2 separate regions of the Mus musculus genome follow, and region 1 is linked to region 2. The links are chromatin contacts, called in public promoter capture Hi-C maps. All regions are on one chromosome and are shown on one strand. The core of a region is the stretch at or near the end of the contact, and the rest is flanking DNA. Distances in the headings are between cores, read along the strand shown. Region 1 overlaps Prkd3 (protein kinase D3). Region 2 has its middle 48 kb from the start of Qpct.

Region 1 (6,622 bases), core at 2,237-4,736, 110 kb after region 2:
CTGGGAAAAGCCTTCATTTTGCACAAGGCAGGGGAGTTATTGACCGAAGAAAATAATAAAATAAAATAAATTGAGAAGCTACTGAAAGAGTGCTGTTAGGAACGGGCCAAATTAAAGACTTTTTTTTTTAATTGCTTTAAACCGTCGTTCCTTAGCTGTCCTTCATTTCCCCCTCTAATCAGGGCTGAGGCAGGGTAAGGAAGGAAACACAGGCTTTGCGGTTTTAGGAGGTTACTAGCTCCCGTCCACCTTCCCTGCACTCTAAACCCTTTCATCCTAGAGCAGCAGTGCTCTCCAGCCTGAGCTTTAACCAGCAACTGGGCAGATAGTTCCATGTTGGAGCTGACCTGTGCACTCTGCCACACCATGTGTACCTACTAAGTGTTCACAAACCCCAGTTCTGGAAACGAGAAATGCACAAAGACCCAGCTGGGAGCTCTGAGCTCACTGTAGCCTGGGCTTGTTACTGAGAGCTACTAACCATGTACCCGGATGCGACCCTGGGAGGCCTGAGCCTTGTCCCAAGAGCCCTTGCTCTCCTCCATGAGAATGGGGTGTTTAGAAGGTGTATAGGCCATTTCTTGGGGGCATCTTACGTCTTAAGGGTACATAGAAAGTAGCAATGGCGAGGCAGTTGTCCCTCTGCTGCCCTGTGAAGGAGAACAGCAGATTTGCAAATGGAAGCAAGAGTTTGTGTGCATTTATTTTTCCAGAATATATTTTCCTTTTAAAATTATACAACTGAGTGGAGAGTGGCCTTTTCCTTTATTCCTTATTCTGTTGTTAGAAAAACAAGCCATTATCTTTGAAATGCTTCCGCTTTCTGTGTATTTCACTGGCAGGTTATTTTTGATAGATTTTGAAATATAAAGTGCTTTTGTTTGTGGTTTTTAATGTTTGGTTCATGCCTTTTTTTTTTTTCCTCATGTGGTCCAGGCCAACCTCCAAATCCCTGTTTATCCAAGGGTGCCCTTGAGCTTTGAATCCTCTGCCCCCAGCATTAGAAGCTGGGATTACATGTGTGTACCTCTGCGCTTGGCTTGCCCATGACTTTGCCATAGCCCCTATGTACTGAGAATCATTCTGGAAGAGGCAAAAATAATTTTGAGGAATAGTTGAGTTTGGAGTTTTTGAGGATCAGTGAACTATTAAAAATAGGCAAAAATATAAATAATGAATTCTTATATCTTAAGCTTATGAAAGATGGTCAGCCTTGTGTAATGGACATATACAATTCAGGGCAAGGGAAATGACTCCATGGATAAAGCTTTCTTTTCCATTTTCATGTGTATTGTGTTCGTGTGTGTATTTGCATGACTTTTGCATGTGTGGGCCCAAGTGTGTGCAGATGTGGTACACATGTGTGCACATGCATGTAAAGACCTGGGGTTGATGTCCAAGCCATCCACAGTTAGTCTTGTGCTTTCCTTCGTCGAGGCAGAACCTCTCCTGTCAGACCTGAGCTCACTGATATGACTAGTCTTGTTAGTCAGCTTGCTCTGGGGACTTCCCATCTCACCTTCCAATTGTAGAAGACCGTCAGACACACCTTGCATTTACATGGGTTCTAGGATTTGATCTCTGGTCCTCTTCCAGCCTGTGGGTCCAGCACTGAACCCTCTCCCCCTCCCCACAAACTTAATATTTTGCATGTAGACATATAACCTGATATAGCCTTTGTGAAGACCAATTGGTCAGTATCTAAGAGTTTCATATATATGTATACTTTGACTTAGGTAATACTCTGAGAAATTATCTCCATGCATATCATCTAGAAGTAGTAAAAGTATAAATATGTGGTACTCACCGGCTGTTGTTGATAATAACGAAATATGGGGAGCAGTAGACAGACGCTAATGTTCATGGCACATCCAACTCATCAGAAACCCAAGTTCTTTATGTTACAGTAATTGGTTTAATTTTCATGGTTACTGCCAAGTATGCTCTATTTTACAAATAGAAAACCATAGTTAAGGTTTTACAGTTAATAAGATTTGAATTCGGGGCGTAGGGTGATGGCTTAGTAAACTACTTGCTATGTGAGTGTGAAGACCTAAGTTTCATCCCCAGACCATAAAAATCTGGGGACACTCATTCTTGACAGAGTATAGTAAGGATGTCACTTTACCTGTGTAGCCTACCTCCTCAAAACCCCAAGCCCAGCTTGAAATGAGATAAACATCAGAAAGTTCAACTAGTGAGGCATCCTATAAAACTCACAGCCAGTGAGCACGTCCTCCCAAAACTGCAAAGTGTGAGAAACTGTTGGATCTAAGAAAGGCAGCTCAAGGTCGTATAGATTCATGGTTGGTCCTGGAAAGGAGAAAGGACATTAGATGAAAACTAAGGAAATCTAAACAAAGTATGACATTTGCTATAAATGTATAATACTGCTATAAAGTGTTAATGATGGGGAGACTGGGTGAATGGGAACACTGTGTAATGTTGTCTGAATTTTTTGAACACCTAAGATTATTATTTTTAAAATAAACTAATAATCATAATGAATAACTTTAAATTTTTTATTTATTTAATGTATGAGTGCTCTGCTGCTAATACATCCACAGGCCAGAGTAAGCGCATCAGATTCCCTTACAGATGGTTGTGAGCCACCATGTGGTGTCTGGGAATCGAACTCAGGACCTATGGAAGAGCAGCCAGTGCTCTTAACCGCTGAGCCATCTCACCAGCCCGTGAATAACATTTTAAAGTAATTTTAATGCTCAGGCATCCATTTGAGAAGAACGCCTGAACATCATTTGTTTATAATACTTTTATCATACTGAGCTCCATTCCTCCCCCTCAGTCTTTCAGATCCATCCCCACCTCCCTACACTCCCAACGTTGGGTCCAGTTTTTCTTTTAATCACTTGAGTCCGTTTGTGCTACTCATACACTCCTGGACGTGGAACCTTGAGGCCTTAGGCATGAGCAACCGTACTAGGAGCCATGCCCTTAAACAGTAACTCTTTGGCTGAAGAGATGGCTCAGCGGCTAAAGAGCACTGACTGCTCTTCCTAAGGTCCTGGGTTCAAATCCCAGCAACCACTTGGTGACTCACAACCACCCGTAATGAGATCTGACACCCTCTTCTGGTGTGTCTGAAGTCAGCTACAGTGTATTTATATATAATAATAAATAAATCTTTGGGCTGGAGCAAGCAGGGACTGAGTGAGTGGGGGTTGACCAGAGCAAGCAGGGGCCCTAAAAATTCAATCCCCAACAACCACATGAAGGCTCAGAACCATCTGTACAGCTACAGTGTACTCACATATGTAAAATAAATAAATAAATCTTTTTTAAAAAAACAAAAGAAAACACTAACTCTCTGTCGCCTGTCCATAGCTTCTGGGTTAGGGATGCAGGTTCCATCTTCACTGCTCTGTGCTGGCTTGATTGTGTTGCCTGGCTTGATCTTGTGCGGGTTTTGTACGGGCTGCCATAGCGGCTGAGAGTTCATGGGTACAGAGGTCCTGTCATTCTAGAAGATTGTTTCCTTCCAGCCTACGTCAGCCTCTGCTCTTGCAGTCTCTCCTGTGACGTTCCCTGAGCCTGGCCTTACTGAGAGGAAGTGCGTTTCTTTAGAATTTTAATATGGCTGTCATGCGGGAGCAGAGCTGAGTCACATTCTTACTTTTGAAGACCTGACATCTGAATTTTAAAACTCATGAGCAGCAAATATGTGTGTGTTCATTTCCTTAGCAGGTTGTTTCTGCTTATTTTGTGTGTTGTTTAGATGTTTTAAAACTGTGCTTGTAGTTAATTTCCTGTTTCTTTGTAGATGGTTATCTTTAACATAATCAAGCCTCTGAACCTCGGTGTTTTTTTAAGGTTGACCCCAGTGAGTCCCTGAACTTCACTGACAATATTTAATCTTTCCTTACTTATCAGTCTGTTTCTGTTATTTTGGTTCTGACATTTGCCTTCAGATAATTTCTAACTATCTTAACAAACACACGTATATGATATTTTAATATGTATCAGGATTTTTTTCATAAGCCAGACATTACACCTTTTCCTCCAGTCCAGTGGTTCTCAACCTTCCTAATGCTGCGAACCTTTAATACGTTCCTTGTGTTGTGGTGACCTCAGCCATAAAATTATTTTCGTCACTACTTCATAACTGTAGTTTTGCTACTGTTATGAATCATAATGTAAATATCCATGTCATCAACTGTGATGTAAACTGTGTTTTCCGATGGTTTTAGATGACCCTTAGAGTTAAAACTCACAGGCTGGAAACCACTGCACCAGTCATCCAGTGATTGTCAGATTTATACATGAGTATTCTGTGAAGATATTTACTTATATCTTGAGGTGACTTTTGACTGTCATCACCAGCATCTTTCAGCCTCTTGACATACGAGTGTTTATTTTAAATAATTATTTGTAATATTTTCTGCACTCTTCCTTTTACGAGTGCTAGGGTATTTGTGTATTCATTTATCTGTGTGGTGCTGAGGCTTGGTGTGGGCAATGCAGGTGCTGGAAAAACACTGGGCCACACTGTACCCCAGCTCATGCTCCTGGTACCCATTAGATAGCATGTCTACTGCGCTGTTGTTTATGTCTTCTCTAGGCTATACATTTATTTAAATGTTGCTTTCCTTCTTTCACTGGTGGTTTTAGTTAATTTTTTTCAATTACTACAAGCTGAGACTTGTCTTGACTGATTATGTGAGGCTAGTGACCAGGTGGCTAACCAACTATTTTTTTCCAGTTCCTTTCTATGTAATTCAGATCTGGAAATGCTCTCCTGACCAAGGCTTCAGTCTCTCTCCAGGGATTTGCTCAGCTCTTGTCCTGCCCCAGTCCTGAGTGCTGTTTTTAGAAGACAGCTTGGGTCTTTACCATCTTGCCTTTGGCCATTGTCTCTTCCCTCTTAGAATATAAAATATTTTGAAGTGTTAGCATTCACCAATTACAGTGCTAGGAATTAGACACAGTCATCAGCAAATTCAGTTGTGACCCCCTCCCTGTAAAGCCAGCAGGACGGTGTCCCGTTTTCTAACCAGGACTGATAGAGTGTCTCGGGTATTATTTGCCCTTATTCTAGAATTTGTATTTCATTTGCCATTTACTGTCCTGCTTTTTAATATCTGTGCTTATTTCCATCTTTTTCCCTGTTAGATTGCAAACTTTTGGAACGCTTTTGGAAAATACAGATTGTTTTCTCATTACAACTGCTAAATAGCCTTGTATTTAGCAAATATGCCAGAAATGCTATTTTAAAAATCAGTTTTATTCTTTCAAATATTGGTTAGAGATTTTATTTTCTTACGAAGGTGAAATATGACATTTTTTTAATATTAAGGGATTGTGCAACTAAGTTTTAAAGCTGTTTTAATCTCCTATTTAATCATTTAACTTAGTAAATTTTTAATTAGAATTTAAACAAAATATAATTTTTTATTTCTGTCTTTTCAATTAAAAATAACTACCATGTTAGATTTACATTAAAACATAGTTTGAACTATAATAAATATTATTGACAACTCAGATAATTGAATGTAGAGTTGATATTATAAATTCTAAGTATTTCTATACTTCGCCATTATTTGCCATGTTTTAAAAATAAAAATAAACCTTTAACTTTCTAAATAAGCTACTGTTTTCAACTTAAAATAATAATTTTATAAAATAGTTTTTAGAAAAGATTTGAAAACTTTGAGTGTTGTATGAGGTTTTTCTAGTAGGAAAAAAATGTACAATAGTAAGATAATAAATAGGAAATTCCGGACGGTTACTGTGTCGGAAGCGTCGGCCATAGGAGCTGGGACTGCCAAGAGTGGGCTATAAAGTTGTCGGCTTTCCCCAGGGGGCTGAGTAAGTAAGAAAGCATGTCAGATCACACGGTCAAGTGCTACACTAGGAAACCAAGGCAGTGTCTCTTGTTATTCCTCACCAAGTCATACCACCATATGAAGTACGTGAGCCATGTTGTCTACAACACCCCTGCGATGAGCATGTTTACAGTTTGCTGTGACTGATTCATGTCAGATCACTGAGCGCAAGCCAGTGACATACGATATTGTTTATTAAAGGACAGCTGTGGTGTTGTCTTCTGAGAATCAAGGAATTTCCTATAACAGCATGTTCTAAGGCATTAGTAAAATAGATGACATTTTTTATATTGTTAATTGATTAAAAATGAAATTATTTTGGAAAACAAATATTAAAAATTTCTAATATTTCATCATGAATGATTGTGCATGCCTTTAACCCCAGAAATCGAGAGGGTGCCCAGCCTCTGTAGCAAGTTCTAAGCCATCCAAGACTGCATGCTGAGACCCTTTCTTAAACAAACAAAAACTTTTAACTCTAAGCTACTTCCTTCAAAATATAGGACACACATCTTCATAATTTGTTCCACATATGAATGTCCTAAGTATTATAAATGTAGATTCGTTAGAATTGTACATTTCGGGCATATGTGAGAAAATCGTCAAGCCTCTGTTTAGAGCACTGCTGAGCCCTGTGTTTGTAACTGCAGTGAATGGACCTAAAATTCTAGATGCTTGAATTGAACTTGGGACTCTGTGACCACTGTTAGGGAATTATTTGGTCTTCAGCTAGTCCTGACATGAGGTAGGTGTCTATTTCAGTGCTATTCAGGATAGTA
Region 2 (6,463 bases), core at 1,990-4,489:
CAAGGCAGAGGTCACAGCTCCAGCTAAGGCCCAGCTTCAGCTCCAGCCCAGGCTCCCAAAGGTGCTCAGGCCCCTTTGAAGGCCCCATAGAAAAGGCTCCTGCCAGTGTGAAGACAGATGGACTGCTGTGACATACCTACCTACACACTGTTTGCAGATGAGCAGTGTCTTATGCTGCTGCTTTTACAAATAAACTCGAGGCAAGATCTGATTATATATATATTCACATTACCTAACAAAATTTAACTGGAGGAGCCCTACTAAAACTACGAAGTTGGAGTTCTTGTTGAGACACTTTGGACAGAGTTCCTTTTGCCCTTTCCAGTATAAGCATCCTGTTAGCTGGTTTTAATATAGAAACCTATATATTGTTTATGAGATCAACAATAGCAGCCTCTATTGAAAATAGTTTACATTTTAGCTGTTTTTAAGTAATAGTATCTTTTTCCTGGGCTTCCCAGTCAAATTAAAATTGACCATTTTCAAATATATTATCCATATCCATATGGATCTCTATAAGACTGAACCCAGGGATCTCCACTTCATTAGCCAGTGTGTGTGTGTGTGTGTGTGTGTGTGTGTGTGTGTGTGTGTGTGTGTGTAGATGGAGGCAGACAACCTGGAAACCCTAACAAGTAACTGAAGTCAAAATCAAAGCAAGAGTACCCGGGCTTGATAGGGCAGAAACAAAGACAGACCAAAGGCATGAGGTTAAAAGGTCCCTAAAACAAAAGAACCATCCTATATCATTTAAGGGAAGCAGGCTTGGAAACCTGGTAGAAGTGCAGGCACCAAGCTTGAGGTGCCAAACTAATGTCAAATAATCCAGTGTAGCTAGAGCAGAGTGAACAGTAAGAAAGACTTAGATGAAGTCCGAGTATCTGAATGGACAGATCACAACGAGTCAAAAGGTCACTGTACAGACACTGGCATTTACTCTGAATAAGCAACTATTACAGGACTTTGAGTTTGAGACTGCCATGATGTGACATACTCTCCCAAAGGGTCCCTCTGTTGCACGAGGTAGAGTCTAAGGTGACAGGGTAGAAGCAGGAGGAGTTCATAAGAAGTTCTCACAGTAACTGGAGCACAAGGTGATGAAACCTTGGACCAGGATGTAGCTCTGAAGGTATCAAGAGGGTGGACCAGACTCTAGGTGTGCTCTGAAGATAGACCTGGCCTGCCCATTTGCTGACTAGTTGCGTGTGGGGTGTGAGAGAGAAGTCAACAATGGCTTTAATGGTATGCTGAGGTGCAGGGAGAACAAATTATAGACAACAAAGGTGGAGAAGATTAGGAGTTTAGTGGGGTGGGTTGAGCTCCCCAAGTGGCCCTGCTCTACCAGTAGGTCTGTATGAAATCTACAGGCAGTTAGGAGAGTTGCAATTGTCTTTGAACCCATGATTACTGAAGGCAGGTGAATTTGATCATGTGCTGAGACAGTGTAATGAGGACCAAGTGCTAAGCCCTACTGTCTTTCAACATCCCCAAGTCTGGAGATGAGGAGAATGCAGCAAAAGAGATAGGAGACAAGAGTCAGATGGGTTGGAGAAGAACAAAGCAAAGAAAGATTCTCGTTTCAGTAATTGTGTGGTGAAGGGCATTCTATTCTCTGATAACATCTGTCCTACTTCCCTGGCTCAAGGCTCACAGATTTTGCAACCCTGAACATTTCTTGTTTTCCTCTTAACTCCATGCCCAATCACCTCCAGTCTTCCCTATGATCACTAAAGAACAGGTTGAGCCTTGATACTGGGGAGACAGCTGAGATGGACAGATTTGGTATAACTCATGTCCAGAGGGGGAGCTGTATATAAAAATATAAACCACAGAGTGTACCCCCCCCCATGCAACACTATCAGAACACAGAATGACAGAATGCCCCTGTGACAAAATATCAGGATGTCACCAGTGTTGAGTTCAGCCATATGTCAAAGATGGGACACTGAACTCAATGAAGAAACCTCCAGATCACAGTTTAGAGTATCTACAAAACTGAGATGAGAGGCCTGTTGCCCCTAGACAGGTCCTGTCCAATATCCTTACAAGAGTTTCTCTAAGGAGGTAGAAATGTGTAGGAATCAGAAACACAGAAATAATCTTCAAAGTTTCAACTCTACAATTGGACTTGTAAACTGGAAGTTCAACATTCTCTAACTTTAATCTCTTAATTAAAAAAGTGGTTGGGGGCAGTTGGTTGGTTGGTTGGTTGGTTTGGTTGGTTGGTTGGTTGGTTGGTTGGTTGGTTGGTTGGTTGGTTGGTTGGTTGGGGGCGGTTGGTTAGTTGGTTGGGGGCAGTTGGTTGGTTGGTTTGGTTGGTTGGTTGGTTGGTTTGGTTGGTTGGTTGGTTGGGGGCAGTTGGTTGGTTGGTTTGGTTGGTTTGGTTGGTTGGTTGGTTGGTTGGGGGCAGTTGGTTGGTTGGTTTGGTTGGTTTGGTTAGTTGGTTGGTTGGTTGGTTTGGTTGGTTGGTTGGTTGGTTGGTTTGGTTGGTTGGTTGGGGGCAGTTGGTTGGTTGGTTTGGTTGGTTTGGTTGGTTTGGTTGGTTTGGTTGGTTTGGTTTTTCTAGACAGGCTTTCTCTATATATGTAGCTCTGGCTGTCTTGGAACTCCCTTCACAGTCCAGGCTGACCTCTAACTCAGAAATCTGTGTGTATCTGCCTCCTGAGTAGATTAAAGTTATACACCACCACCACCTCCTGCCTCCAAAGTATTTTCTGCCTATGCCTATAATCCTGGCTCTTGGGAGGCAAAGCAAGAGACTATGTGAAGGAACACTGGGCCACACAGGGTGGTGCAACCCAGTCTAGGTTACCTAGTAAGGCCCTGGGGTTTTGATTAAGTTGGGGACTCTTTTTTTTTTTTTTTACCTGCATGTATGTCTGTGTACTTCGTATGTTCCTGGTGCCTATGGAAGTCAGAAGAGAGCATAAGGTTGTCTAGAACTGGAGTTATAAACAGCTGCAAGCCACCATGTGGGTACTAGGGACTGAACTCAAGTCCCTTGGAGGAGCGGTCAGTACTCTTACTTTTAGAGTCATCTCCCCAGTCTAGAGACCCTGCATTTTTTTAAATGTTTGGAATAAGACCTGCTATCTTTCCATTTCAACTCCAAATAGAGCTTGTTGGAAAAGGGAAGAGGGGACAGGAAAGGATGATGAAGACAGAGAAAACCCACTTCTGCTACATCCCACTCACAGGAAGGAAAAAGGTCCGGAACCAGAAGGCGGGCAGCATTGACTCCACCCCGGGAGTTTCCTTCCTGAGAGCTAGCTGTGGGAGAGAGGCAAGAAGATGAGTCAGAAAGACTCCCCTTGAGGTTTTAAAGATGCCCACGCAAATTTTCTTAGACTGAGTTCTTGGCTGCCAGAGGAAACAGCCTAAACCAAAGACCTTGCTGATACACAGAAGCCAAAAGGAGGGCAAGTAAGTCTATGTTAGGGAGCAGAGAACAAGGTTGCTTGCTCAAAGCCTGAAGGTGCTTCAATTTCCCTTCCCACTTCTCCTTCCTCTGTGAACTTCTAACCTTTTTCTCCTACCCAAGGAAAGGGACTCTGGCCAGCCTGAGTGTGGCCTGCAGGCCTTGCCTCTTCTCCTTTGTTCCCTCTGCCTTGCTAAAAACCACTAGATTGCATTCTTAAAGCCATCCACCAAGGTCTATTCCTTTATTTGGCCACTTCCTCCTCCAGAGGCTGATTGCCAAGGTCCAGCCATTAAACTATTGAAGTCCAGCAATCAAAAGCCCCCTTTGGCTCACGTAATTAAAATTAAAAACTTCATCCTAACATGGGGTTTCCCATTTTACCTTTATAAAACCTCCATTTTTCTATGGGCCACATCTAAGGGCAGCGTCCATCTAAAGGTAGTCCTTTGTCCCACTCTGGAAAAAATCCTGCCCCTCTCCCTTGTTTCCTTCCCCTCTCCCTCTTCCTCTGACTCCTGCCTTTATCTCTTATTCCTGGCACTCTGTCCCTCTGGGAAAAAAATAAATTTCCTTTGAGTGGAGAACCTAGTCTTGGGGGTCCTGGGCCAATACCATTCCTTGCACCAAGTGTGTGTCTTATCCAGAAACATCTCCAGTGCTGAGCAGTACTCTGAACTCTGTTCTTCTTGACACTTTATCATTTGATTTTATTATTTTTTAAGACAGGGTCTTAAGTAGTCCAGGCTAGCCACAGACTCAGTATGTAGCTAAGTAGGACTCTGTTTTTTTGTTTGTTTTGTTTTGTTTTTCGAGACAAGGTTTCTCTGTATAGCCCTGGCTGTCCTGGAGCTCACTTTGTAGACCAGGCTGGTCTCGAACTCAGAAATCCGCCTGCTTCTGCCTCCCGAGTGCTGGGATTAAAAGCGTGTGCCACCACGCCTGGCTTAAGTAGGACTTTGAACTCCAGTTTTTCTCCTGACTCCACAGCCCAAGTTCCGGACTTACAAGTATGTGTTACCATGCCCAATTCCACATTATTTCACACAGATATCTTTTATCTTTCTTCTCTGGCATTTCCCTAACTGCCATCCTCCTGAAAGAGAGATATAAGTCAGGTAGTTTCTGCTACAGGATCCCAGATTCAGCTGGAAACTGAAGGCCAGATTAAAGCATTGAGCTTAGAGTAAGGAGGTCAGGCAAAGCCATCTGACAACCCAACACTCTCTGGTGTATACAAGCCTTGCTCTGTGGCTCCATCCCCTAGTACTTAGTTTCAACCATGTTGGTGGATTTGATCTCGGTAGTTATCAAACCCTTTTGTCTGGCTGGCTAGAAACCAAAATCTTGCTTCCTTTTTGTTTTGCTTCTTCTAATAACTTCGTTCTCTATAACCTTTGGGGCACTGATCTGAAGGCTCAAAGTCAGGCAAGTGATGCGAAATGGAGATGCATATACAACAAAAAGCACTGGACTGGATGAACCTCTCAAAGTCTGATGCAGGTCCCAAGTCGTTATAGGGCATAAATTTATTTGAGTTTTCATGGATCAATCAGGGCACAGGACAAGCCTCCATTGGGGACCAGGGCTATGATCACTGGAGCTTGGTCAGGTAGTTGCCCAAGGCAGCCAGTAGACCACAATAGCATAGAAAAAGACATTGTCTAACATAACAGTAAAGGCCCAGTCTAATGATAGTGACTTTTGCACCAAGAGTTCAAAACCAGGAAATAAATTACTCTATTTTCTATAAGGTGACTTCTGATAATGGGGTGGAGCATTTTAAAAAGCCATGAAGGCAACAAATTACATGTAGGGTGAATACCTAAACATTTTTTCCATCACCAAATATTTATTAAACATCTGCTCTGTACTAATATTTCTATAAGCTATTGGGAATAGAATAATGACTATAAGCATGACCTGCCATCCTTGCTCAAATAATATGATGGTCCTTGAGGAAGATTTCCCCAAAAGTGATAGCAACTTTTAATAAATGTAAGGAAAGAAACAAGCTGAATGTCAAGAGATGCATATATGTATATACATATATCATGTATATGATAAGGAGATAGGAAGGAAGTCTTCTGTGAAAAGACAAAGACACTTAGTTGGAAGTAATGGAGAATTGTGTATAGAGGAGAACACTGTCCAGAAACCCCTTTATATCAGGCAAGAGCAGAGCAAGTTCAAGAACAGCAAAGAAATTTGTGGAGCTGCCATACAGAGAGGAAGGGAGAAAGTGAGTTTTGAGTGAAACTATATTACAACATCCCTATTAACTCTTAGCTCAGTTTAATGGTACCAAGGGTGTCAGGCAATATAGTGCTGAGGTCCTATGTAGTACTCATGACTTTAAAAGATTTCTCTGATTATTACATGGAGTACAGATGAAAAAGGACAGAGTGTTCACAAATCCAACTGGGAGGATCTTCTTGCTGTAGGAGACAGATGAGAAAGAACAAAACTATTCTCAAGGGCAGATCAAAATCCAGGCAGGCCAAGATGATGGGCTCTAATGAGACCAAAGATTAGTTTGTATTGTTTATGTGACTTACAGGTGAACCATAGCATCTGGAGGTCTAGGATTAGGACAGACACGTTTTCCTCATGTGTAAAATCCATCCAACAAGTGTTTAATATGTATCTATTATGTGCCAAGTGCTAGACTGCTCACCAAAGCTTCAAAAGGCAATGAAACAAAACCCTGGCTCTTCTTGTGAGCTCACATCCTAGAGATACTAAATCAAAAGGCAAAGTAGTAACATCCATAAGTGTTATTTTAAAAAGAACAAGAAGGAACTGGCTTGACATGAGCAACCTCCATTTCAGTTGTTGCTTAGGGCTGTCCAAGTGACTCCCAAAACAATAAGTTATTGCTGTTACAATTAGTTGCCTCTCGGGGTTGAAGCTAAGCCCCTATTGTTGAAGACACAATGCACTTCAGACCTAGGACTCCGAAGACACACTCCTGATTCATCCTGAAAGCCTCTTTCCTGTGCTCTAACTTTTGTAGCACCAGAATGTACTGCATCTGCTGCCAAG

What was found. Capture Hi-C pulls out chosen DNA fragments and counts their contacts.
Region 1: a promoter capture Hi-C map of adipose tissue shows a contact between it and region 2. The contact joins two enhancer-like sites. A contact is called at or near these places in 24 of 484 Hi-C or Micro-C datasets (3T3-L1-derived adipocytes, B cells, the C2C12 cell line and 15 more) and 1 of 9 other capture datasets (adipose tissue).

The regions. Positions count from the first base shown.
Region 1 is chr17:78,986,110-78,992,731 of GRCm38.p6, reverse strand. The region is part of intron 2 of Prkd3 (protein kinase D3); the gene reads left to right. Gm41622 (a long non-coding RNA gene) reads right to left here. Exons shown (of 6, transcript XR_003952325.1): 4 at 2,221-2,313; 5 at 1,808-1,945. Among named protein-coding and RNA genes, the nearest start is that of Gm41622, 5.5 kb to the right of the region's middle. Within about 2 kb of position 3,486, at least 17 of the 459 cell types and tissues checked have an H3K27ac peak or open chromatin away from gene starts, as enhancers often do. A contact at or near this core is called in adipose tissue and group 2 innate lymphoid cells, where this site is marked.
Region 2 is chr17:79,096,902-79,103,364 of GRCm38.p6, reverse strand. No RefSeq gene overlaps it. Among named protein-coding and RNA genes, the nearest start is that of Qpct, 48 kb to the right of the region's middle. Within about 2 kb of position 3,239, at least 55 of the 459 cell types and tissues checked have an H3K27ac peak or open chromatin away from gene starts, as enhancers often do. A contact at or near this core is called in adipose tissue and group 2 innate lymphoid cells, where this site is marked.